Regions from separate parts of the Mus musculus genome. Here regions 2, 3, 4 and 5 are each linked to region 1. The links are chromatin contacts, called in public promoter capture Hi-C maps. All regions are on one chromosome and are shown on one strand. The core of a region is the stretch at or near the end of the contact, and the rest is flanking DNA. Distances in the headings are between cores, read along the strand shown.

What was found. Promoter capture Hi-C pulls out the DNA fragments that hold promoters and counts their contacts.
Region 2: a contact with region 1 is called in a promoter capture Hi-C map of the HPC-7 cell line, with 3 times the contacts expected there. The contact joins the promoter of Il17re here to the promoter of Rad18 in region 1. A contact is called at or near these places in 9 of 39 promoter capture datasets (the 3T3-L1 cell line, the HPC-7 cell line, cranial neural crest and 5 more), 1 of 484 Hi-C or Micro-C datasets (CD4 T cells) and 2 of 115 datasets of contacts at active chromatin or transcription factors (astrocytes and memory CD8 T cells).
Region 3: a promoter capture Hi-C map of the HPC-7 cell line shows a contact between it and region 1, with 5 times the contacts expected there. The contact joins the promoter of Camk1 here to the promoter of Rad18 in region 1. A contact is called at or near these places in 11 of 39 promoter capture datasets (the 3T3-L1 cell line, 3T3-L1-derived adipocytes, the HPC-7 cell line and 6 more), 1 of 484 Hi-C or Micro-C datasets (CD4 T cells) and 2 of 115 datasets of contacts at active chromatin or transcription factors (microglia and pancreatic cancer cells).
Region 4: a promoter capture Hi-C map of pre-B cells shows a contact between it and region 1, with 9 times the contacts expected there. The contact joins the promoter of Ogg1 here to the promoter of Rad18 in region 1. A contact is called at or near these places in 18 of 39 promoter capture datasets (the 3T3-L1 cell line, 3T3-L1-derived adipocytes, the C10 cell line and 13 more), 5 of 484 Hi-C or Micro-C datasets (CD4 T cells, cerebral cortex, cortical neurons and 2 more), 5 of 115 datasets of contacts at active chromatin or transcription factors (astrocytes, extraembryonic endoderm stem cells, fibro-adipogenic progenitors and 2 more) and 1 of 9 other capture datasets (adipose tissue).
Region 5: a promoter capture Hi-C map of liver shows a contact between it and region 1, with 6 times the contacts expected there. The contact joins the promoter of Cpne9 here to the promoter of Rad18 in region 1. A contact is called at or near these places in 17 of 39 promoter capture datasets (the 3T3-L1 cell line, 3T3-L1-derived adipocytes, the C10 cell line and 12 more), 3 of 484 Hi-C or Micro-C datasets (brain, cerebral cortex and cortical neurons), 1 of 115 datasets of contacts at active chromatin or transcription factors (the 230-238 cell line) and 1 of 9 other capture datasets (embryonic stem cells).

The regions. Positions count from the first base shown.
Region 1 is chr6:112,695,349-112,698,047 of GRCm38.p6, forward strand. It overlaps Rad18 (RAD18 E3 ubiquitin protein ligase), which reads right to left and starts at 1,322. Exons shown (of 12, transcript NM_021385.2): 1 at 1,196-1,322. The coding sequence starts at 1,246. It overlaps Gm35824 (a long non-coding RNA gene), which reads left to right and starts at 1,320. Exons shown (of 2, transcript XR_377964.4): 1 at 1,320-2,699.
Region 2 is chr6:113,457,380-113,460,078 of GRCm38.p6, forward strand. It overlaps Il17re (interleukin 17 receptor E), which reads left to right and starts at 1,392. Exons shown (of 15, transcript NM_145826.6): 1 at 1,392-1,647; 2 at 1,981-1,996. The coding sequence starts at 1,516.
Region 3 is chr6:113,342,596-113,345,294 of GRCm38.p6, forward strand. It overlaps Camk1 (calcium/calmodulin-dependent protein kinase I), which reads right to left and starts at 1,327. Exons shown (of 12, transcript NM_133926.2): 1 at 1,241-1,327.
Region 4 is chr6:113,325,648-113,328,346 of GRCm38.p6, forward strand. It overlaps Ogg1 (8-oxoguanine DNA-glycosylase 1), which reads left to right and starts at 1,329. Exons shown (of 7, transcript NM_010957.4): 1 at 1,329-1,715. The coding sequence starts at 1,579.
Region 5 is chr6:113,280,977-113,283,675 of GRCm38.p6, forward strand. It overlaps Cpne9 (copine family member IX), which reads left to right and starts at 1,331. Exons shown (of 21, transcript NM_170673.3): 1 at 1,331-1,565; 2 at 2,071-2,111; 3 at 2,220-2,266; 4 at 2,374-2,477. The coding sequence starts at 1,498. Mtmr14 (myotubularin related protein 14) reads left to right here. Exons shown (of 19, transcript NM_026849.2): 19 at 1-416.

The DNA of each region.
Region 1 (2,699 bases), core at 72-2,571:
GTTCTAGGCTAGCCTGGTCTACAGAGCTAGTTCTGGGATAGGCAGGGATTCAACAAAGGAGGCCTGTCTCAAAAAACAACACACACACACAAAATAAAACAAACAATAATCAGTTGTGGAAGGGAAATGTTCAGGTTGTAATAGATGCATTGTTTGTAAGAACAGAAGGAAAAAGCCTGCACTCAGAGGACAGAGCTAGTTACGGGACAGCCAAGGATATCCAAAAAAACCCCTGTCTCAAAAAACAACAATTATAAAAGCAAAGAATAACCAACTGTCATAGGGAAACCGTCTAGGTTATAACAGATACAACGTAAGCCTGCTGCACTCAGCAGACAGAGGCAGGAGGGCTACCCAATCTTGGTAGAAAACAAACATCAAAACAAAAAACATCCACCGGATGGGCAGAGGTGGCACACATCTTTAATCCCAGCACTTGGGAGGCAGAGGCAGACAAGCAGATCTCGCTGAGTTCAAGGCCAGCCTGGTCCTACAAGAGCAAGGCTACACAAAGAAACCCTGTCTCAAAAACAATCAAACAAACAAACAACACATCCTACTAAATGTTATTTAAGGGAGATAATTCAGTATGCAATAATTCCTTAAAAGGAAAGGCTAAGCGCTGGGTCTAGGTCCTGGTCTCTCTTTTAAAAAGATGTGAGCCAGGGGCTACAGGGTATGACCTCGTCTCCTAAATTAATAAAATAAATAAAAGTTAAATAAAGAGAGATGCGTCATTATTGAGTCATGGAGGGCACATTAGGCAGGGAAGCCGGATGCAGTGTGTTAAGAACGTGGAGGACTTCTGGACCACAGCCAGAAATGGAAAACCATGATAAGCGGACCCTCTGCTATACTGCTTGATTATAAAATGTCATCCGATGCAACGTCCACACAAATCACGAGTGGTGTCACTGTTAACACAGGAGTCCTCGTAGGATGTGATGTCACCATCGTTGACACTACTTTACGGGGAGACGCGGTGATAGTGACAGAAACCCAAAACATCCGGTTCGTTAGGGCGGCGACCTAAGGCTGACTGCGCAGGGCCGCGGCGCGTTCCCGGACCGTCTCGGGGGTTGGAAACTGAGGACCGGCGTCGCGAGGCCAGGTTAGGGCCGAGGCGGCGGCGCGCGGACCGGGGTGCCTGTTCGCACCGACGACGTCCGCGCCCCGGCCTTCCCCCGACACTCACCTTCATCACCGCCAACCCCGGAGGCCATCGCGGCTCGGCCAGGACCTCCATGGCCGCACCTGATGAGACCGCCAGCTACCGGCCCGCCACGCAGCTCCTCTACTCGAAATTCCCCGCGCTACACCGTACGTCAGCTACGTGCGGCGCGCTCGCGGCGAGCGCACGGCATGCTGGGAGCTGTAGTTCTTGTGCGTTGGACGTTAGCGGCTTCGGAAGACCGAAGGGGAAAAAGTGAGACATTCCAGGGCGTAGCCTGGAGCGATGCAGGCGTTTGGACCTCTTGGATCCCGAGAGACAAGAAGATAAGTGAAAGATTAAAAGCAGCTTTAATCTGTCTTATAAAATGAATAAACAAAAGATTCCGGAAGGTGATTGAATATTAGGAAAAAGAAACCAAATGAAGCCTAAGCCTTGGTAGAGAGTTCAAGATCTAGGCTCAGGTCTTCCCTCTTCAGGTAGTAATCTCTGGTTGCTTTAGAGATCTGTCTTGCTCCTTGAAAATATCTAAAGTTACACTTCTGTCTCAACTCCTCTTTCTGTAAGCATCCACGAGAGCCACATAGAGCCTCTGTTCTTCAAAGGTAACCACGGCTAATATTGGCACTTAGTTCTCAGATAGTCCCCATGTATAAAAGGACCAGTGTTAGCAAAGAGTGTTATTAAATCAGTTTAACAGGAACCCACATTCTTTTTTATCAAATTACTCCATCTACTTGAGAGGCTCCTCACCCTCTTCCATCTCCCAGGTGACGCCTTATCTCCCGGACCTGTCTCCAGAAAGGTTCCTTTTAGGCTCATTTAACCAGAGCTCCATTATCTGGATGTGGAACGCTGACCAACACACAGCCAGCCTGGCTACTCAGTTCAGCACTCATCTTCTGCCTTCTGTGGGCCTCCGCTGTACTAGGTCTCAGGGGCCACAAGTTGGTCCAGATGACTCGCAAGACAGAATCCCGAAGCTTGCGGTATCACTGATACCCCGGTGGCCCACACATTCACCGATTCAACATGTATGTTTTGAAGACTTACAATGGACCAGGCATGTGAGCTCTCCTGGAAAGTAGGGGGAGAGATGTGGCTGTTACAGACACTTTACAGGTGTGAAGACTAAAACCCAGCAGGTTAGGAATTCATTCTTTTGAGTTTTTATCATAAAATAATCCCTGTAATCTGAGCCAATTAATTTTTCCTAGCCTACAGTCACAGATGAACTGTGCAACACCAACACAAACAACATTTAGGTGATAGTTTACTTATTACAGTAATAGCTAACACATATTAGACCACCTGTATTCAAAGCACTCCTGTGGCTTTGGGTTGTTTTGTTTTGTTTTGTTTTTGCATCATGCACTTACTTGGTTTACTCATTATTCAAAGGAAAGAAAAATGGGTAATTGGTGCAGAGCATTCTGCAGCTAAGTAGAAGCAGGGCTTGAACTCAGGATGTTGGGCTTTTGAGCATATAAACTACCACAGAATCGTCTCATAAGAGTCTGTCTGGTCA
Region 2 (2,699 bases), core at 142-2,641, 760 kb after region 1:
CAATGCCGGGCCCTGGCAGAATGTAGCTGTAGCTCCAGCACTGAGTAGAGAAGACAGGTGCGTCCCAGGAGCTTGCTAGTCCACCAGCCTCGCTGCAACCGCAAGCGAAGAGCCAGGTTCAGTGACAGGTCCTGTCTCAAAACAAGTCGGACACCAAGCAGGGACCAATTCATTTCATGAATGCAAAAGCAAGAGGAGACTTTCAGAGTAATAGGTAAATTGGAGGCTGCAGATATGAGCCAGTAGATTTAGGACTGCCTCTGGTGTCAGCCTCTGGCCTCCGCATGAACCTGCATGGACAAGCACACCTGCCCACCTAAATGCCCACCATGACACACACGCACACCTAAGTTTTTAAAAAAATTTAATTTTAAAACAGAGACAAGGAGGACAATGGTGGTGTGTGCCTTTAGACCCAACACCGCACTTGGGAGGCAAAGATGGATTTCTAAGTTCAAGGCCAGCCTGGTCTATAGAGTGAGTTCCAGGACAGCCAGAACTACACAGAGAAACCCTGTCCTGAGGGTGTGTGTGTGTTTGTGTGTGTGTGTGTGTGTGTGTGTGTGTGTGAGAGAGAGAGAGAGAGAGAGAGAGAGAGAGAGAGGCCCCCATGGACATGCCCTGAACTTTCCTCCCCTCGGGCATTGCCAAGGAAGGAGAGGGCTGCTGCAGCTCAAGTGCTCCATGGTAAGAGGAAACTGTAAGATGATGGGGATGGGGAGGGTCCCCACAAAGCCTGGAGCCGTGTCAGCCTTTTTCCTGCACCGGAAACCACAGGAAACCAGGTCAGTGCGTGGGGCTGCTCCCTCTGCTCCAGAGCTCGGCTGTCAGCTCTGGGGCTTCCTGAACAAGCCGTATCATTTAGTTGGTCTTCAAAGATGGAGAGCACTTTGACAGCTGGAAAGGGCTAGTGGGCACAGAGAGAAGGCTGGGCTTTAGTGGGAAGACAGCCGGGTGGGGAGCCCAAGTGCATGTGGGGTACGCAGGAGGCTTATTTGTGTTTTATAATGTTTACTCATTTTTGACTTCAGCAAATGATGCCCCAACCACTTCTTTATCGTCAGCATTCAGCGTAGACAAATGGAGAGTAACTGTTCATTTCTCAAAGAGAAGGATGTGGAACTGTCTGTGGCAGAGTATACTAATGTAATATGTGTGTCAGATCGGCAGTATTTGAGGTGCAGGAGGGGTTAAGAAATGGGTGCACCTCCACAACAAGGTGCAGGTCCCTTTCCTGTTAACTGTGCCACACCAAGAGCCTCCTGTGACTCCAGGGCAGTAAGGCTTTTTACAGAGCAAGCAAGTGTTCCTCAGTGCCCTGGCTCAGGAGAAGGAATGTGACCAAGCCTGCTGGTTAGGATCAAGGAGGAGCTTCGGGGCAGGGTGGATCTAGGGCAGGGTTAGGTGAGAGCGCCTGCTGGTACTGTGTGCTTCTCACAGCTCCAGGGCCAGGCCCTGCTGCCCTCTTGCAGACAGGAAAGACATGGTCTCTGCGCCCGGATCCTACAGAAGCTCATGGGGAGCCCCAGACTGGCAGCCTTGCTCCTGTCTCTCCCGCTACTGCTCATCGGCCTCGCTGTGTCTGCTCGGGTTGCCTGCCCCTGCCTGCGGAGTTGGACCAGCCACTGTCTCCTGGCCTACCGTGTGGTAAGGTCCTGCTGCCAAGTGAAGGGGCACTTGCTTGGCACAGACTAGAACCCCTCTTTCTCTTGCCTGCCCTTTCCTACCTCTGAAATCCTGGGCTCTTAGTGGCAGCCTCAGTGTGTCCTCTATGTGGTCTTGAAGGGATGGCTAAGGTTCTGGTGAGCAGAGGTCCTAGGCAGGGTGGGACTGAGAGAAAAACAGCTGGATGGATGGACTGAGCTGAGGGTCTCAGACCCAGATGGTTGGATGCAGAGTGCAGGGAGAATGCACCTTATGCGACTCCCTTCTAATGACTCCTCTCTCCTTTCTTTTCCCTTCTGGGCCCTGTATCTTCAGGATAAACGTTTTGCTGGTAAGTCTTATTTCCTGTCCTGCTCCTCTTCCCTGGGCTCCCCAGTGGTCCAGGACCCAGAGAGCCATCCTTGGCAGTTTTGGTTCCCAACCCAAGGAGTCTGCTATCAGTAAGAAAGTGCAGGACTAGTCTAGATTCCTCAGATTCTATAAATCCTTAGGCAGAGCTCTTCACTCCTCTATCTGACCTTGGCTTCTGAGCACCAGAGTGGAGGAGAAATGACTAGAAGATGAGGGCCGTGTTGCTTCCTGCCAATGGGGAAGATAAAATGAGCAACATGGTTAATCTCCAGGCATCCACCCAAGTGGCTCTTCCTATCACTGGCCCCTCACTCTATCAGGAACAATACTCTTTTATACTTTATGATACATTCAACTTTACCAAGCTTTCCCAGATGCATTGCATTACTTAAGACTCTTGATGAATGAGCAGTCTGGCACCTGGGTCTAATAACTTTCTCAAGATCATACTCAAAAGATTTATCAAAGCTCAGCCCTAAATTCAGTTGGAAGGAGGTAAGAGGGACCTCCTTAGACCCAACTGTTTCTCTTTTTGTTTTTGTTTTGAGACAGGGTCTCACTATGTAATACCAAAGCTTCCATCCTTTAATCCTCCTGTCTCAGCCTAAGCAATGGGCTTACAGCCATGTGTCTCTATGCTGACTTTCCTTTCTCTGACACAGGAAGTTTTGCTCAAACCCCCT
Region 3 (2,699 bases), core at 77-2,576, 650 kb after region 1:
TCCCTAGACAGCTCTGTGTCATCTTACAAGAAAGGGTGGGTTCTCTCCCCATGTATCATGTGAGAAATCTCGGAAACTGAGGTTGGAGATGGATAGAATGAGTCCAGAGTTGCCCAAGAGAGTCCCAGCTAAGCTTGCTAAGGACAAAGGGTGTCATGTGTTGGTCCAGTAGGAGACTACTAGACTGGGGGAATCATTCAGAAAAGTCAACATCTCAGAATCAACTGAGTTTGAAGCCAGAACAGAGCCCCTCATGCCCTAGAGCTCTGGGAAAGCAACCTCCTGGTTCCTTTGGGAAGAATGAAGAGAAGGCACCCTGACCAGAACTGAGAGTCCACTCCTTGAGTGGGACCTTGTTCCCAGAGCATTGGCCAGCATCCCAGGTTTTCTGATGAAAGAGGCAATGGTAAATCCATGTAAAGTCAAACCCACATGGATGCCAGCACTAATGACCCTCACAGTTCCACACCCTGCAGCAGACACCACTCCACATCAGCAGTACATGAATCTTGAGTCCAGACACCTTCCTGCTAGATCCATCACACTGCACACCACGTCACCTGGTTGTGCACATATGCCCAGCATCAACACACGTTCATATACACCACTCACACCTACCTGTCCATCCAAAACACCCAGACCCTACACTGCAGTACTGATTCCATGCACACACGAACAAGGTGGCATCCGTTCCCACATACCAGACATAGCAACTTAGTCCTGTCTATGCCCTCCAACTCCTCAGCCCAGAGCCCTACACAGCAAACCAAGCCTTAACAATCTGCCTAACTAAACCCCCTCAGAGGAAGACCAAACCTCCCCTGAACTCTACCCCGCAAGCCAGACAGCAGTGTGTGTGTATCCTTGAACACCATATGCAACAACAAAAATGAATTCCCAGATACCTTTACACAACTGAAGCACATTCCTGCTTCAGGGAACCCCTCACATGCCCTCCCCGATCTACTCTTCCAAATGCCCACGCCCTTCCATGGTCAGGCCTAGCGCTTGGACATACACCACACACACACAGACCCTTCCCCACCCTTTTCTGATATCCAGGCAATATCCATGGAGGTCACCTAGCACCTAAAGGGCCTGGGACGGGAGGTGGGAGAGAAAGGCCCAGCCCTGTTCCGTCTGTCTGTCCAGGGGCCAGGCGCCCCTCCCACCCTTGGGCTTCAGTATCTTGTGGCTGGAGCGCCCCGCTGCACAGAGCCGGGGCAACCCTCAGTTGTACCTGCGGCTGCCCCGCCTCGGGGCTGGCTGCGAGGGCCGAGGTGGCTGGTGCGGAGCTCCCGCCGCGTCTGTGCCTGGTCAGTTTGCCTGCTCAGTCGCTGGCGCTCGGCTGGGGCTCGGCTCCCTCGGCCCGCCTGCGGCTCTGATGTCAATGGAGGAGGAGCCTGCGGCAGAGGACCTGGGGACTAGGGACGAGCACTCTCGGACTGGAGAAGTGGGCCCAGTTGTTCTGTTACAGGCCCTATAGCATGCTTATGTGCCCTTTGGTCGTCAGCAGGAGACAAGTGAGAGCCACAGATGGTCTTGAAATCAGCACTTAGTTAGAAGCAGATGATTTTTGAACCAATATTTATGAGATGCCAGAGGCTGGCCAGCTTGAACCTGGCATTGTTTTCAAAACAGTTCTGGGACCTGCCTTAGAGTTCTTAGTCTCCTTCTCCTCCTCTCCTCACCTTCCATTTAAAAGGAGCTGGACCTATGCAAGACTCAGAAGACTAGTAAGGGGCTGATGAAAAGCTGTAAGGTCCCATTTAATAGGCAGATAAACTGAGGACCTACACCAGCAAAACAGAGCTAAGGCTTCTATCCCACACACTTTCAGGTACTGCTCAAAGAGACTAGGGAAGAGAAGTGGAAGGGGGAGATGCAGTTAAATCTGGATCCTTAAGGAAGCAAGCCAAAGAGGACCAAAGTGCCATGTGACCGTGGCTGGGAGCCAGGGTGGGGAGGGTGGAGCATATCCCTTCCTGGGGCTCTAGGCTTGGGGCCAAGGGACCTGACCCGACTTGGTTTATGCAAGGCTCTTTGGGACTAAATTGAGCTCAGACTAGAAGGGGAATCAACTGGCAGGAATTAGAGGTAGGTCTGCCCTGGAGCCAGGCAAAGGACGCAACCTGGCCTGTCTAGGGCAGCTCTCCCTCCTGAGTTCAACCTCTGTTTCTCCCAGTTTGGCCCTCCTCTGTCCTGGAGTGGTCAGGCCTCAGAAGACTAAGCTAAGATGCTAGAAAGGTTTTGAAGTCAACCACCTCCCTTTCTGCTCTCCCTTTCTGAGCCTCAGTTTCTTCCCTGAGACATGGACTTATTAACGACTGACTCTAAGTTTTCTTGAGAGTTCTGTGTAGTGGGTGTGCAAGTACTTAGAACACTAGTTCAAAACAAGCTGGTGTGGTGTCTGACACAATCTTAGCACTTCAGAAGCAGAGATAGGTGCATTGTGAAATGTTCTAAGCAAGCCGGTGGTGAGGTTCTCCTTCAAGGGGAGGAGGAAGAAAAGACAAAACAGGAGGATTCGGGGATGGTTCAGTGGGCGAGCGGCTCAAGGACAAGACCTGAGTTCAAATACTCAGAGCCTGTGTAAGAAGCTGGAGGGGGCTGTGTGCCTCTGTAACCCCAGAACTGAGGGGGAGCATGCCACCAGCCTAGCCCCAGGTTCAGAGAGGGGTGCTGTACAAGGGAGTAAG
Region 4 (2,699 bases), core at 79-2,578, 630 kb after region 1:
CTGTAAGGTGACATGCCTTTAGATGAGGTAATCACAGTAAAACATGGATGCTGAGAGCCTTACAGCTACTGCTTAATGAAACTGAGACAAAAGACCCAGTTTGTTTGATGTTGGTTAATAGTGTTCTAGCAGGTGTGCTGTGCCTTTCTGTAGACACACACACACACACACTAATCAGCATCCAGCCCTGCCCTTGAGTCTGTAGTCCAATAATTTAGGCACAACCCGAAAATTTCTCTGCTTGATGGAAAATGCCCTAGTGTGTCAAACTAGTGTCCGAAGTTCATGTTTCTTTCTTTCTTTTTTTCTTTTCTTTTTTTGTTTGTTTTTGGAGACAGGGTTTCTCTGTGTTGCCCTGGCTGTCCTAGAACTCACTCTGTAGACCAGGCTGGCCTCAAACTCAGAAATCTGCCTGCCTCTGCCTCCCAAAGTGCTGGGATTAAAGTCATGCGCCATAACTGCCCGGCTGAAGTTCATATTTCTTAGCCTAAGCATTCTTTTTTTGTCTTAAAAAATTATAAATGATATAGTCCTTTTTGGAACAAGGTGGCTGGTGCTGGTTGTGTTGGTCCCTTAGGCTGCCTAGAGCCACACACTGGCATTTGGACGGAGTGAACTCCAAAGAAAGCCCATCTCTCCACGCTCGGACTGGAGCGGGTAGCTGTGCCGCAGGCTGTAGCCAGGGCGAGCAAACCTGAGACTGGCCTCTGAAGCCTGGGAAGCCCGAGATGGCGCATTCGGGGCCTCCTGACAAGACGTGGAGGGGACAGCGCTGAAAAATCACTGCCTCAGAAGAGGCTCGGTGGAGAAAGGCTTGAGCAGGGGAGGATGAGATTCTTTCGGTTTATTTCTTGAGACAGAGTCTCGCCATGAAGCCCAGCCTAGTTAAGCTTCAAACGTGCCTCCCGCCTCTGCCTACCGAGTTCTGGGACGACCGGTGTGTACCACTACGCCCCGCAATGATGTGGCTCCAGTGCGGGCCAGCACGAGAAGTTGCAGGCAGGCCCTGAGATTGCACCGAAAGCCCTGAAATGGCAGAGCCGGGTCTCTGGCAGCCAATCGCCAAGCAGCGAGGCCAGCAGGCCAACCGCTCCCACCTCACAGGCCCGCCCACTCCGGCACTCCCGAGTTCTCATTGGTGCTTCGTACTTTCTTCTCGGATTGGCTACCTCTAGGGTCAAATAAGCGGGAGCAAGGATCTACTTCCGGTGGGAGTAAACTGGGACCCGGAAGAACCATACTGGCGCGCCTTTCCAAACCTCGAGGGCTGCGCAGGAGGAGGAGGCGCGCGCCGGGAGGTCCTGGGGGCGGGGCCACGTCCGGAGGAAGAGGCGGGGCGTGCTGCACGGGAGAGCGGAGTGGGGCGTTTAGGGGTTTGGTGGTGTGCGAGAGGCTTTCCTACGAGGAGAGGGAAATTCATTCAACAGGGACTCAAATTAAAATTACACCGGACCCATAAGCTAGGACCCACGGTGCTACACTCCCGGTGTGTGTGGTCACTTGTGTGCGAGGCTTTAGGACTTGGGAAAGTCGAGTTCTGATTGGACAGTGCCGTAATGGGCTGGGGCTGCTAGCCGAATGTTATTCCGTTCCTGGCTGCCTAGCAGCATGAGACATCGCACCCTAAGCTCCAGCCCGGCCCTCTGGGCCTCTATCCCGTGTCCACGCTCTGAGCTGCGTCTGGACTTGGTTTTAGCTTCTGGACAGTCCTTCCGGTGAGTGACTGCACTTGGGAGGACTGTTCCCTAGGATGTTGACTTCTCAGTGCTGCCCACTCGGGATACAGAGAATGTTGGGAGCAATAGATGAGAGTACATTTTGGAGTCTAAGCACCGGTGGTTTGCCTTTTAACCTTCTTTAGGAAGTAGAGGTGATGACTGTGCAGGATTATGAGGACCATGCAATAAAAATCAGTGGGGGAAGCTGAGGGATGCACTCAGTAATAAGAGTGCTTGCTTTTCACGCACTTGGCTCTTGGTTCAATCCCCAGTACCGCTTCTTTTTTATTTTTAAGATGAAAACTACACCGGGGGTGGTGGCACACGCCTTTAATCCCAGCACTCGGGAGGCAGAGGCAGGTGGATTTCTGAGTTTGAGGCCAGCCTGGTCTACAAAGTGAGTTCCAGGACAGCCAGGGCTATACAGAGAAACCCTGTCTCGAAAAAACAAACAAACAAAAAGATGAAAACTAGCGGGGGGGGGGGGGGGGGCGGCTGGAGAGATGGCTCAGTGGTTAAGAGCACTGACTGCTCTTTTGGAGGTCCTGAGTTTAATTCCAAGCAACCATATGGTGGCTCACAACCATCCATAATGAGATCTGATGCCCTGTTCTGGTGTGTCTGAAGACAGGGACAGTGTCCTTACATATAAATAAATAAATAAATAAATAAATCTTAAAAAAGAAAGAAAGAAAGAAAACTAGCCGGGCAGTGGTGGCACATGCCTTTAATCCCAGCACTTGGCAGGCAGAGGCAGGCAGATTTCTGAGTTTGAGGCCAGCCTGGTCTACAGAGTGAGTTCCAGGTCAGCCAGGGCTACACAGAGAAACCCTGTCTCGGGGAAAAAGAAAGAAAAGAAAGAAAGAAAAAGAAAGAAGACATACCACTTTTATTTATAACTAATTAGTCAGTTTACAGGTGGGACATTTGTAAAACAGAAAGGACCTTAACGAGTTCAAGATGGGTAACGATGCTAGGGTT
Region 5 (2,699 bases), core at 81-2,580, 590 kb after region 1:
ACCACTCTCGCCACTCACTGCCTTCCACTGACCCTGGTGTTCAGATTACTGTCAACTCTCAGAATTGTGTTGGAGGGTACAGGGGCGTTCCCAGGGCCTCATGGAGATTATAATGTCAGCAAAACCCCATTCTGCAATTTTTGTTTCCTGGGAAGGAGAATCACCTGCACTGAAAATGAGGCAATTTCACACTAATCACAAAATAAAAGCAAGTTTTTTGAATGGCTTTTCATTAGCATTTCATCCGGTTGTGACCGTCGTTGAGCTGCTCGGAATCTTCACTGCCTGGCCTCGTGCTGAATGAAGGGTTGGAGTTTGGGGGAGTTACGAAGTAGGATTTATCTCTGTTCCTTCTTTGCTGGGGAAAGAAACCCGGGCTTGTGTTTATAAGCAAATAAATGCTCTACCACCAAGTCAAATTCTCAGTCCCCATCAGTCAGCGTAAGCCACGAGGAGTGGCATATAAACCCGTGAGACTGGGTTGGAAGGAGAGGTCAGCAGCTGAGTGGGTTCGACCACAACTACCTGTTCTGTGCAAGTTCTGCATATCCTCACTGGCTTGCTTTTTTTTTCTTCGAGAAGGGTTTCTCTGTGTAGCCCTGGCTGTCCTGGAACTCACTCTGTAGATCAGGCTGGCCTCAATCTCAGAAATCCGCCTGCCTCTGCCTCCCAAGTGCTGGGATTAAAGGCGTGCAACACCACGCCCGGCGGCTTTCATCTTTAGTTAAACCCTGAAGCGACAGTGCTCTGGGATAGGAGACCTGAGCCAATAGAGGGGCAGGCTTCTGGGCTGTGGAGGCAGCAGTGGACACGGCACAGGGAGGGGGCTGCTTGATTCAGAGCTCTTCACCATTCATTGATCCTCCTCTCGCACCCTGTACTGAGGATGGGCCCTAGGCCTTTGCATATAGTAGACCAGGTGCTGTGCCAATGAACTGTTCCCCAGAGCCCTGACCTAATAGGCCATCAATGTGAATACCCAGAGGTCACTAAGCCTATCTTAAAGTATGCCAGTAGCTGCCACTAGGGCCATAACCACTAATATTGAGTAACTTGCTCAAGGCCACACAAATATTAAGGGGGAAATGTAACTTCATATCCAGAGATCAAGATGGGTCGGGAAAGATGAGCGCTGCTCAGAATTGGCTACCAACTCCCACCTGCCAGCCCAATATTTCAGGACCATGGATAGTTCTAAGGTTTTCATTGCTCTGGTGTTTCCAGAGGATGTGTGGGCCAGAGTTGGGGTTTGAGTGAGTTTCCCCGACTAGCTCCAGGCTGCTCCAATGGGGCGGGGGCCGCCTGCAGGGCCGGGCGGGGCTGTGCTGCCATCTGGAGCCGCTGCTGCTGGTGGCCACTGTCAGGGCGCGAGCAGCGGAGCGCACACAAGGCTGGAGAGAGCCGCTGCCTCCGCACATGGGCCGGCCTCGCCACCGCCCCTAGCTTCGGCACCCGGGGTCTCGCAGCCCCTACGCGGCTTTGGCCATTGGACCAGTCATGTCTCTCAGCGGAGCCTCGGAGCGTAGCGTCCCGGCCACCAAGATTGAAATTACTGTGTCGTGCCGGTGAGCGGGCCGCGCTGGGGAGGGTTTAAGTACTGGCAATTCCCCAGCCTACCGCAGCTGCGGGTTCAGTGTGGGCAGGGGGCTAGACCACAGAGGGGACGACCAGGAGCGAGCAACAGAGAACTGAGGCTGAAGGCTGGAGTCACTGGCAGGATGAAAAAGGGGGTCTCCCTGGGCAGCCCCACCCAAGCCTACCGGCTCAAAAGGTGGGCTATGGGAATCGCTGAAGAGCTGGGCCACAAGGGACCAAAGTTCTGGGGCGAGCCGTAGTCCTGGACCCTTGGAGACAGTGCGGGCACATATAGAGCCATTTGTCAGAGATGTCTGATGTTGTCCTGAATGTTGGCAGTGTGGACCCCAACAGTCACTGGGAATAGTAATAAGGAGGGAATACAATTTGCACCCCACGTCTCCTCCAGGTGCCCAGTCAGTTCAGGACTGTGTCAAGGTGGTGAGCGCCAGAATGAGCTAGCCCTCTGTCCATCTGTTTGATGCTTTTCTCTAGGAATCTGCTAGACCTGGATACATTCTCCAAGTCGGACCCCAGTAAGCAGCTCCAGGGCCTGGAGGAGGAACCCGGGGTGTAGGAGCGGGTGGGGCGGTGAGGGGTGCGGGCCGACCTGACGAGCTCCCCTCCCCTGCCCTCACCCGCAGTGGTGGTGCTTCACACGCAGAGCCGGGCCAGCCAGGAGTGGCGGGAGGTGAGTCCCCGAGCCCCAGCCCAGCTCAGGGCCGCTCCCGGGAACCTCTAGCCCGACTGCACGCCTTGCGTTCATGCTCCGTCCTCCCACCCCTCCCTGCTGCCCAGTTCGGACGAACCGAGGTGATTGACAACACACTGAATCCAGACTTCGTGCGCAAATTCGTTCTCGACTATTTCTTTGAGGAAAAGCAAAATCTCCGCTTCGATGTGTGAGGCTCCTCCTAGAATCCTGTCTTACCCTCCACCCCCCTCCACCACCACCCCCCAACCTGGATCAGCCAGAATTCTGCCTGGTCTCGCCCCCACTTCACCTTGCTACCTGGCTCCTCCCCCTAGCCCAGGTCCTTCTAAGGCTTCACTGTTCTTAACCCCGCCCCCCACACCCAAGTTGGCGCCTCCTTATGCAGAATCCATCCAGTTCCCTCCCCAAA